2 separate regions of the Mus musculus genome follow, and region 2 is linked to region 1. A link is a contact called in public HiChIP or PLAC-seq data. All regions are on one chromosome and are shown on one strand. Each heading gives the region's core, a stretch centred on a gene start, on an enhancer-like site or on the middle of the called end of the contact. The rest is flanking DNA. Distances are from core to core; before and after follow the strand shown. Region 1 has its middle 4.8 kb from the start of Gm20515. Region 2 overlaps Sox2ot (SOX2 overlapping transcript (non-protein coding)).

Region 1 (5,124 bases), core at 1,207-3,706:
TACTTTAGTCCTATTTTGTAGGTGGGGATACAAGAAGATTTGTAGGAACTGAAACATCCTGGCGGTGGCCCCTGCATAGAGCAGCATAAGCCTCTATGGTCCTTTCCTGGCTTTTTCTCTCCCTCTACTGGAATTTGGTTCTTCACAGCAGAGTCATGTAGTAAAAGCAAGCACTACCCTATTGTTTGAGATATTCCATGTACCAGAACCACAGTTCCATCAAATCTTCAAGCTAAAGGCTACATCTGTGATCAGAGCCATCTCCTGTCCCCACAGTTCCAGTTTTCTTGACTAGCAATTAGCCCAGTAGAGGCCGGCTGCTCCTGCATGGGGAAGATGCTGGAGAGTTGAGCCAGGAGGTGGTCACTTGTTATTTGTCACGAGGGTCATTGATAATGAATCAACAAAGCATTGACAATGGTTTTCTTGTAAACTGAACAAACCTTATAAATGGTGTGTGGTCTCCCCTCCCCCATGAATTAGCTCCTTTGTCCTGAAATGTGTGGTTAGCCCAGATACTCATTCTGCTTGGCTGGAAGAGGGGCAGAGTCTGGGGAGGCGCCCGGAATGCACAAGTCCACATTTCGCATTTTGGTTTTCTGTATGGGGAGGTGGCAGGGGGGCGGGGGGGGGTATATCTCATGCGTACCGTGGGAAGTTGGAAGGAAAAAAACATAAGCAAAAATCAGAAAACTTTCTGGACTCCTTTTCTGGACTTTTTAGGGCTTGGTTGCGACTGGTAAACAGGAAAGAAATTAAGAATGTAGGAACAGTTTCCTAAATGCTTTGTACAGCTGCTTGACAACTGTCTGTTTTCTTAAAACCCTAAATAAGAGAGCTGAGTATTTAGGAGGGTCCTACCTGCTTTGTGGACCGCCACTCTCTGCTGTTATGTAACAGTGGGCACTGGCTGGGCAGCTGAATGAAAGGGACAGTGTCTTAAAGCAAATGGGCAAACAGTCACTGCTAGCCTCTTCTTTGGCTCCTGGGGCGGTGGTGGGGTGGGGGTGGGGAGGAGGTTTCAAAATGAAGTTCTCTGTTGCCTGGAGCCTATACAACTAACCTTATCATCAAGATGCTGAGACCAAATGCCCAGAGCTAAACAGAACGGATCCTCAGAGAAGCCTTGTATGCTCCGCAAGTGCTGTTTGTCTCCATGAAAGCCAAATAGCGATGGCACCATTTCTGACACGTTGTCACCAGGTAGATGGTGTATTGGAATGTGAGTCAGATCAGAGAGATGGGTGCTGCTCGAGGACAGCAAGTAACATCCCAAGCTTGACTCTGGGTGTGCGGGTTTATTGGCAGAAATACACTGCGCTTTAACGTGTACTTTCCTTATAATTTTATTTAATGGCAATTTTTAAATCAAAGTGTTAGAATGTGTCTTTCTCCTTTAAAAAAATAATTGCTAAAATCATTGATGGCACATTAAAACAAGTCAGTGGTTAAGGTCACATAAACCCATGTAATATGTATATTCAACCCAGAATTATTTAGGGTCATCGTAGCCATGGAGTTTTCAAATAAATTATTTGAATATAAAAGTAGATTATGTCTTTCCCCTGTGGCTGGCCAAATGTCTTTTCAACAAAGGGTAAAGTAAGAAGGCTATTTTTTTGTGTAAAAGAGTGATCTTTTTAATCATGCTTGACTGCCTCTCAGGACAGTCTCCGTTTATAATGAGATATTTTGAACTCATCTGAACCAGAAAGTTTAATAAATTTATAGTACATTTTGTATTAAAATATGACCATTTATTTCAGGAGACAAGAGCTAGCGAGAACAGAGAACAAATTAGTGATTGTTAAATCTCTAGGCCGTCCTCTGGAGCTAACTAACGTCCACATTGGCCCGTATCTACAAGAGTATAAATAAGTGTTTATTTAGTTTATTCTTCCGCACTTCTTGGCAGCTCTTCCAATCTCAACTGACCGTCTATTTGAAAAGGACACTCGCTATTTGGAGCCTAGGTCAGCCCTTAGCTGGAGCGGCTGTGAAGATCCAGTAACAGAGGTTCTCATGGCCTTTTTTTCCAGACTTTCTGAGGTTGCCAGGTAGGGAGAGAGCAAAGGTGTTTCCCGTGTGGTTGTGGGTCGCCTTTGAAGTAGATTCATCCCATATGCAAATGTGTAAACATTAGCTTTCTCTTACTAATGTAGTAAAAGGAGCGGTCCTGAGACTAGAGAAGCTCCCTCACCGGTAAGGAAATGTTTCTGAGAACTGGAAGAACATTTTGACATGGTTATTAACATATGAAAACATGCTCATGGTACTCTCTAGTGTTTTAACACTCGAGACATTCAATTAGTTTTCTATTATACCGGATCTTTTCTTAACTCCTAGTTAATTTTTTTTTTTACAAGTAGAAAAAAAAATTCACAAGATACATCTTAACCTGGTATCAGAACTGAGTACCATGGTGAGTCATCTCCGATCCTATTTCTCTAATGACACATCACTTAGGTACGTGTGGATTTCCTTTGAGCCCCTAATTTTCTTTTTAATTATTCTACAGTGAAAGCTCTCCCCCCCCCCAATTAATTTGACTTTCTCAGATTTTTACAGTAAAGCGTGTGTCATATCTCTCTTGAAATTGACCATTCTTTTCAGAAGGGGGAAAAAAAGTTTCTTTTTTTTTTCTCTTTGGCCTGGGGTGCTGCACTGAAAAAAGTCACTCAGCTAAAATGAGTTACTTCATTTCCAAGTAAAAACAACGGTGTTTTCATGCCTGCGCTTATTATTATTCTGAGAATGTACTAATTTGTTACATCCAAGATGACGGTTCGTTGGGTCTGTGAAAGGGGCAGTGTGCCAGCTATCAAAGAGAAGTAACAAGGACTCCTTTCATGGGACAGAGAGCAGGGACAGCTCTTGTGGGTATCAGGAGGCATGCTGCCAGCACAGTCATCCCGATGTCAGGGGCTCCCAGTGTCCGGGTCTGAATCAAGCAAAACGATAATTTTCCTGAACGTCAGGGTGGGCAGCCCGAGGAGCAACTGGTCGCGGCTTTATCCCCCACAGGCCCCAGCTGACGTGCCTCAAGGGTTTTAATGTTTGTAGCACGTTATTACTTCAACATTAAGCTTAGATAATTGTCTACTTGCTCTGAGCTGGTTAATAGCAAAATACAAGTGAAGAGGGGGCATTTTTATAAAGTAAAACTGCAAAATAGAATTATATATCTATGTACTGTGGAGTTTCTGTTGTTCTCCCTCCTGACATTTGAATGATAATGAAGTTTGATTCTATACTACCTTTATTCAGCTCTGAACCAGGGTGGTCTCGTCATTTTGTTTTACGCGCATAACACTGCCTAAGGTCACGAGTTGTAAATCGTCACATAAAAAGACTGAAAATATATTCAGCACTTTGTAGTTTCCGAGCGCGCATTTAAGAGCTTCAGTGAAGAGTCGGACCTACATGGCAGATTTTTCTGGCCCTGAGCAGTCAGCTTGCTGATACAGACAGCGGGCGACAACACGCTTTGATATGCCCTCTGTGCAGGCGCATCCTGACCCGTTTTCTGTTATTGTAATGTTTTTCTTTGCTTTATGGAGAAACGCTCCCTACTAATTTTTTTTAAGAAATCTATTTAAAAATAATTTCCATCTGCCTCATATGATTTAATAAATGGAAAACACATTTGGATTAATGAACAGAATTCTGTGTGGGGGCATAAAAACTTCTCTCTGAGAACACTTGCTTTTTGCTTAGTATGCATTTGTCAAATTTTCTTTTTAACGTACAGTTTTAATCTTTGGCCCTTTTAAATAAAGGAGTGTATACTTTAAACAATATTTAACTAGCAACTGTTTAAATATAATGGCCATGTTACTTTATCTGTCCCTTAGAATGGGTTGTACTTGACGACCTCTGTGGCTCGGGAGTCCTCCAGTGTAAGTGTTCCCGCTCCCAGAGAAGCAAACAGAGTCTGCCTTTTGTGGTGCTCATGAGTTGCAGATTTGATTTTCTTGACAGCTTACCTCAGGAGTGATAGCTGTGTGTGTTTGCTGTTTCATTCACAATGAAAGGAAACTGGCTAAATTCACAAGGAAGACACCTCAAAGTTGGGACTGTTTAAAATAAAAACGCAAATACACACCACCATGAGAGATTTTAAACAAGCTAGGTTACCAAATCGGTAGCTAATTTTTTGCCTTTCTAAAATGTTGGATATTTAACCCTCCGAATAATTAAATATTTGTAATAAAGCAGTTAATTCAAGCAGTTTATTGCTGTAATTTGCAAAAGTGCATTGAGCTGCTTTCTTTTCAGCTCATTGACGGGGGACAAACATTTCTTTAATAAGACTACAGCACATTCTAATTTTGCTGCAAACGCTTAGATAAGGATCAGGCCCTCTCTGAGTCACTGGGCTGACCTATGACATTGAAAGGGCCCAGGCTCTTTGGCAAAAGAAGAGCTGGGATTCATTATTATGCACAGGACTTCCCGGTTCTGAAGGGCTCTGTGCTGTCTCTCAGATAGACTTTGTTTGTTGGAAATGAGAACTGCATTTTGGCAGCAGCCGACCAGAGCCAAGCTACTCAGCAGGCCCATTGGTGATGATGCAATCCCTCATTAACGCTGTTTCTCTATTAGTGGATTGTACAGGAGTTACATGCGATTGAGCATCTTCATTGAGGCGCTTAGAAAAGCTTCCTAGTATCAGGCCCTACCTCTGGGCGGCCCATCTTTATTAGCTGCAGTGATTAATGCTAGAAATAATCTTTTGCACTTTGCTTGATATAAAAATGCAATATAAGAGCCCAAAACTCTGGTGGAACTTAATCTCCCTGTCAGAGGAAGGGAGGAAACATTTACCTGGAAAACAAAGCAAAACACAACTAAACAACTGGGAAGTTTATCAGGCTGAAACGGCGCTTGGGTACTCTTGCCGCAGAAGTGAATGAACACCAGTTGCCATGCCAAATGTGATTCCTCCTGCTGCTCCTGCTGTTCCAGATGTGTGTGCTGGGTGGGGGATGCGGGGTTGGGATAGAGTCATAAGCCCAAGCTCATTTTTTTTTAATCCAAACTGTTTGTGTAAGTCAGTGATTGGAGCCTGCAATATCCCAGCATTAAGGTTTTCGTCACAGAATAGTGGCACCAAGATAAGAT
Region 2 (5,124 bases), core at 784-3,283, 150 kb after region 1:
AAATATTTTTAATTCTCAAGTTCTGAGTACTTTCTCCTTAGAACAGAAAATAAGCTTTCCTTTTTATCATTGTTTATAAAATAAAGGATTGAGATATTTCTGAGTGGGGTAAAATATCCCTATCTACTTCCTAAACTGAAGGAGAAAAGCGAATGTCCTCTTGCCTGGCTTGAACATTTCCGTGCAGCCAGGGCTTTGATTCCAACTTAATGACGTATCTCCAAGGAGACAGGCCCAGAATGCTTCACTGATACACAAGGCACTGCGTTTCTCTGTAAAAGTTTGAGTGTTAAGGAGCTTCTAGCTGCCAGGATGTTTCCCCCCAGGTCAGAGCCGGGCCCTACCAAACAGCCACGTTGGATGTTGTACAGACTTGAAGATTGTAAATTTGGCAAAGTGGCATGATTAACCTTTCAATTTCCCAGCTGCAGAGTGAATCAAGGCTTAAGCCTCTGGTCCACTTCCTCACTGTTCTCTCGGGGCCTTCTACACAGAAACTCAGGTTACACAGAAATGTCAATGTTAAAATACACCTGCAGCAAAGGCAACAGCAGCATTTCTTCTTATGTTTGGTTTTAGTTTTGGTTTTTGGTTTGGTTTGGTTTGGTTTGGTTTGGTTTGGTTTGGTTTGGTTTGGTTTGGTTTGGTTTGGTTGAGGAAAGACTTCATGGACCCAGACTGGCCTCAAACTCACTACACCACCAAGATGAACTTCTGATCCTCCTGCTTATGTCTCACGAGTACGCTTTAGGCATGTGCATTCCTTTAAAGGATGAGACCACACTCACACTCTGGCACGGGGACTTTTGAGTCACTTAGACTAGTCTCCTTATCCAAGGGTGAGTTTGGATGCAGACCTGCATTAGAGAGTAGGGCTCTTGTGAAGACAAATCAGAGACTGGGGCGACACAGACTAAGACAGCCAAAGCTCGCCAGGATACTGTTGAGCAGAAGCTGGGGGACAGTCATGGAAACTGCCTTGTGTTTTCAGCCCACAACACTGAAATGCCAGACTCTGGTTGCAGAACCCACGGGCAGTGATACCTGTTATAGCCACTCTCCCTAGCAAACAGATGCACACCTCCCAACTAGCTGTGCCTGCTCTGTGTATCTCCGAACTAGCCGTGCCTGCTCTGAGCACCTCCCAACTTGCTGTGCCTGTGCTCTGCCCTACTTGGCTGTTAGACACTTTGGTGAATCCTAGTGTAAGGCTCGGGCTTGTGAACTTGATGGAATTAAATGTAAGAATTAGAGTCTGAGGGTGGTATGTGTGAGGTCCTGATTCCAATCCTTAGTGTGAACTTGAGCTTGAATACTAGTATACACGAATACACACACACACACATAAGAATTAGCCACAAGAAATGTGGTGGTGCATTGGGGCTTTAGAGCTTTGGTAATGAGATCTCTTAGAGCTGTCTGTGGTTCGTTTGGTAAACTGTTTAAATAGCATGCGTGGAACTCTGGATTCCATCTCTAGCACCACATGAACCATGGAGCTTTGGCTGTCTTAGTCTGTGTCGCCCCAATCTCTGCCTTTGTCTTCACAAGAGCCCTACTCTCTAATGCAGGTCTGCATCCAAACTCACCCTTGGATAAGGAGACTTAGTCTAAATGACTCAAAAGTCCCCATGCCAGAGTGTGAGTGTGGTCTCATCCTTTAAAGGAATGCACATTCCACAATCCTGTTACTAAAGGTCTCATTCTGAGATATTAGTGCCCTAGGACTTGAATATGTGAATTTGGAATAGGGAGGGCACTGTTCATATCCTATGATATTGTCTCAACCACTGAGCTGTGTGACCTTGAAATACAAAAGCAGCCATATAAAACATAGACAGAGGCAGACATAATGACTACACCTTCAATTCCAGCAATTGGGAAGCAGAGGCAGGAGGATTGCTGAGAGTCTGAGGCCAGCCTGATTTACATAGGGAGTTCTGGACCAACCAGAGCTACTTACTTAGCAAGACACAAAGGCCCTGTCTCAATTAATGAACACAAGGAGCTGGGTCGATGACTCAGTGATTGAGAGCACTCATTGCTTTTGTAGAGGATCCACGTTCAGTTCCTATTACCCACATGGTGGCTCCCAGCCACCTGTAATTCAATTGCAGGGGATCCAACATCCTCTTTCAGCCTCTGTGGGTACCAGGCATGCTCATGACACACATACACACACATAGGACACTCGATCATGTAAAAAAAATAAAATAAACAGAAAGAAAAAGAAGGGAGGTAGAAACAGAACGAAAAAGGAAGGAAGGGAGAAAGAAAAGGCACACATAGCAATATGCCAGTTGTCATGGTTACTTATCAACAAAGCTCTGCCCACAAAGGAAGCGTCAGGCTACAGGCAAAATGTGCACTTCTGTCAGAGCCTCACAAACTCTTGGCATAGGAGAATTAAAAAAAAAAGAAAGAAAGAAAGAAAGAAAGAAAGAAAGAAAGAAAGAAAGAAAGAAAGAAAGAAAGAAAGAAAGAAAAATTTAAACATAGCGGTTTTATATTTTGTGTTCTGGTCTTAGTGGTTTGTTCACATTTAAGCCTTAATGTCTTATCTTTGCATTCAGATGATATCTGCAGAGTTACAATTAAGCATCTCATGTCGATTTCCCAAGGATGACCCTGATAATCAGCCCACAGTTTGTTCTGCCGCTGAATCAGAGAGACAGAGAGATGGTTGCACTTAACATTGTACTGCACACTTGAACACTGAATGACAGTGTGTCAAACACTGACCGGTGTTCTGGAGCTTCTTAAATCGCTTCTAGGATGCACGTATAGTTGTCCTCATGAAATACGATAGGTCTCCTTCTGTGTAATTAGTATTCCCGGGTTCCTTTCATGGTCTGTATCAGGCTGTGCACAGTTAGCCTGGGAGAACACAAGTGCTGTCTCCAGGGTCTTCCTCTGCTCCAGAATATGCACACACAACGAACAATCAGTGCCTTGCAGACTTGTCTACTCCCTGGCCTGAAGGCCACCTAGTACAAAGCATGGCTATGAATACAGCCCAACAAATATTAGGAATTTACTTGGGACATGGAATACTTTTGCTATTTTTCTTTTCACTTGTTTCTTGTTTCTTTTTTCTTTTTTTTTTTTTTCTTTTCATAACTCAATTGCACTGTTCTCATGTGAACTTTGTAGATGATAATGTGATCATTGTGTCTCAGTGTCAAAAGACCAGGTACACACACGGCACAGAGCAATCTTCAAATACCATCCAAAGAGCTGCATATACCCAGTCATTGGAAGAAATGGCTTTCTTCTCCTCTAGTGCACAAACAGTATAGAGAAGGCAGAGATTTTACTCATGCTACCTTGGACAGAACGAGTCAGGGGCTCTGTATTGGGCCATGGGTGTAAGAGCAGTTGAAATAGCTTTCATGGACCACTAAAATGATAACTATGCCCTAGAGAAAGGCTATCAATCAGGCATGCATGACCTAGATTGTACAAATGTATCAGGCGTCATAGTCCCATTTAGATTGATGTCAGTTGGAGCTTAGCAATACCCTTTAATACTGCATTGATGGACCTCTAGGTTCTGAACTTTCCTCCTGTGGATATAGAGGTACCCAGACTCGGGGCCAAGATCTGCTCTAATTTGGCGTGTGTGCTGCAGAGAGACTTCTAACCGGGATGCAGGGTGGAGTGAACTGACTAGAGATATGTCCGAGTCAGATGCTGGGCTCATTTGGCTTCAACAGAGGTAGGCCTAGTTCACTAGATCACTTGCTAAGACTGCCTTAAAATGTTTTAAGATATGAAAGGAATACCCACTAGAGGGCTGAGAGGTGTGTCAGCCAGTAAAGCACTTGCAGTACAGACATGAAGACCTGAGTTTGAGCCCTAGCACCTATGTGAAAAGCTTGGGGGTAAAGCTGTATGTCATTATTCCCAGGGCTGGGTGCAGGGAGTCAGGTGGATGCCTGGAGCTCACTGGCTTGCCAGTCTAACCAGTTTGTGTAAGAGACTCTTTCATCATGATGATGATGATGATGATGATGAAAATGATAATAATAATAGTAAATTTAAAAATACAAGTACATGCATCTACTCCCCTACACACACACACACACACACACACATTAACTCAATCCACACTAAACATATGTCCACAACACACTCATCCACAACACACACACACTCACACACATCCACACCATGTACACATTCATTCCATCACCCATTCACACACACACAACACACACACACACGAAAAAGACCCATTAAATTATACCCATTATAAAATATGTCTAATTTAGGGGCAAATATAAATCAGGTTCTCTTAGGAACTTGTACCTTAAAGCTTTTCAGTTTGCACAAAGACTTTCAAACACTACCAGCTGCACTGGTGTGTATGAAATGCTTCCTAAAATATTAAGTTTGTGCTTTGAAAATTGTAAGCATTTTAAGTCCTAAGAATCATAATTGAAATGCAATTGTTCTGTGTGTGTGTGTGTGTTTACACTAATTCTGTTTCCTGATTAATATGCCTCCCCAACCTTCAATAATGCAAGCCCAAATCTGTCTGTGCATTGCAATTACTTATGTAACTGCAAACAGTTGTCTTTGGATTCCCAAGATAAGATTTCACAAATATTATAGCCACCACTGGCTGCATGGTGTGTACAGCAACCAGGAGGCCGAGGCTGGAACCCCTGAAGTTTAAGAATGACCTGGGTTACCTAGCCAGATTCTATCTCAAAACAAAATACAGAAACAAGAAACCAGGGGCTGGAGAGAGGGCGAGGGGCAGGGAGTGTTAAGAGCACTGTCTGCTCTTCCAGAGGAGTCAGGCTCAATTCCCAAAACCTACATAGTGGCTCATAACTACCTGTAATTCCATATCCAGGGGACCCAATTATCATGGGTACATGCATGTGGTGCACAGATAAGCATGTAAACAAAACACTTATACACATTTAAAAACAAAACAGAACCAAACCAAAAGAAACCCCACTAAATTGTTTTAATCTAAAAACTCTAAATTCCTTTTTTCTTTGCCTTACAAGGGCAATTAATTAGGCAAGTGCTGAACCACTGAATTACATCCCCAGATTTTATTATTTTTCATTTTACTCGTCTTTATCTTAAGACAAGATCTCACTAGGT

Evidence for each region. HiChIP or PLAC-seq counts read pairs in DNA pulled down with a chosen protein or histone mark.
Region 2: an H3K27ac HiChIP or PLAC-seq map of neural progenitor cells shows a contact between it and region 1, with 2.4 times the contacts expected there. The contact joins two enhancer-like sites. A contact is called at or near these places in 1 of 39 promoter capture datasets (liver), 1 of 484 Hi-C or Micro-C datasets (embryonic stem cells), 2 of 115 datasets of contacts at active chromatin or transcription factors (embryonic stem cells and neural progenitor cells) and 1 of 9 other capture datasets (embryonic stem cells).

Annotation. Positions count from the first base shown.
Region 1 is chr3:34,441,060-34,446,183 of GRCm38.p6, forward strand. No RefSeq gene overlaps it. Among named protein-coding and RNA genes, the nearest start is that of Gm20515, 4.8 kb to the left of the region's middle. Within about 2 kb of position 2,457, at least 73 of the 459 cell types and tissues checked have an H3K27ac peak or open chromatin away from gene starts, as enhancers often do. A contact at or near this core is called in neural progenitor cells, where this site is marked.
Region 2 is chr3:34,591,153-34,596,276 of GRCm38.p6, forward strand. The region is part of intron 2 of Sox2ot (SOX2 overlapping transcript (non-protein coding)); the gene reads left to right. Among named protein-coding and RNA genes, the nearest start is that of Gm42205, 9.3 kb to the right of the region's middle. Within about 2 kb of position 2,034, at least 8 of the 459 cell types and tissues checked have an H3K27ac peak or open chromatin away from gene starts, as enhancers often do. A contact at or near this core is called in neural progenitor cells, where this site is marked.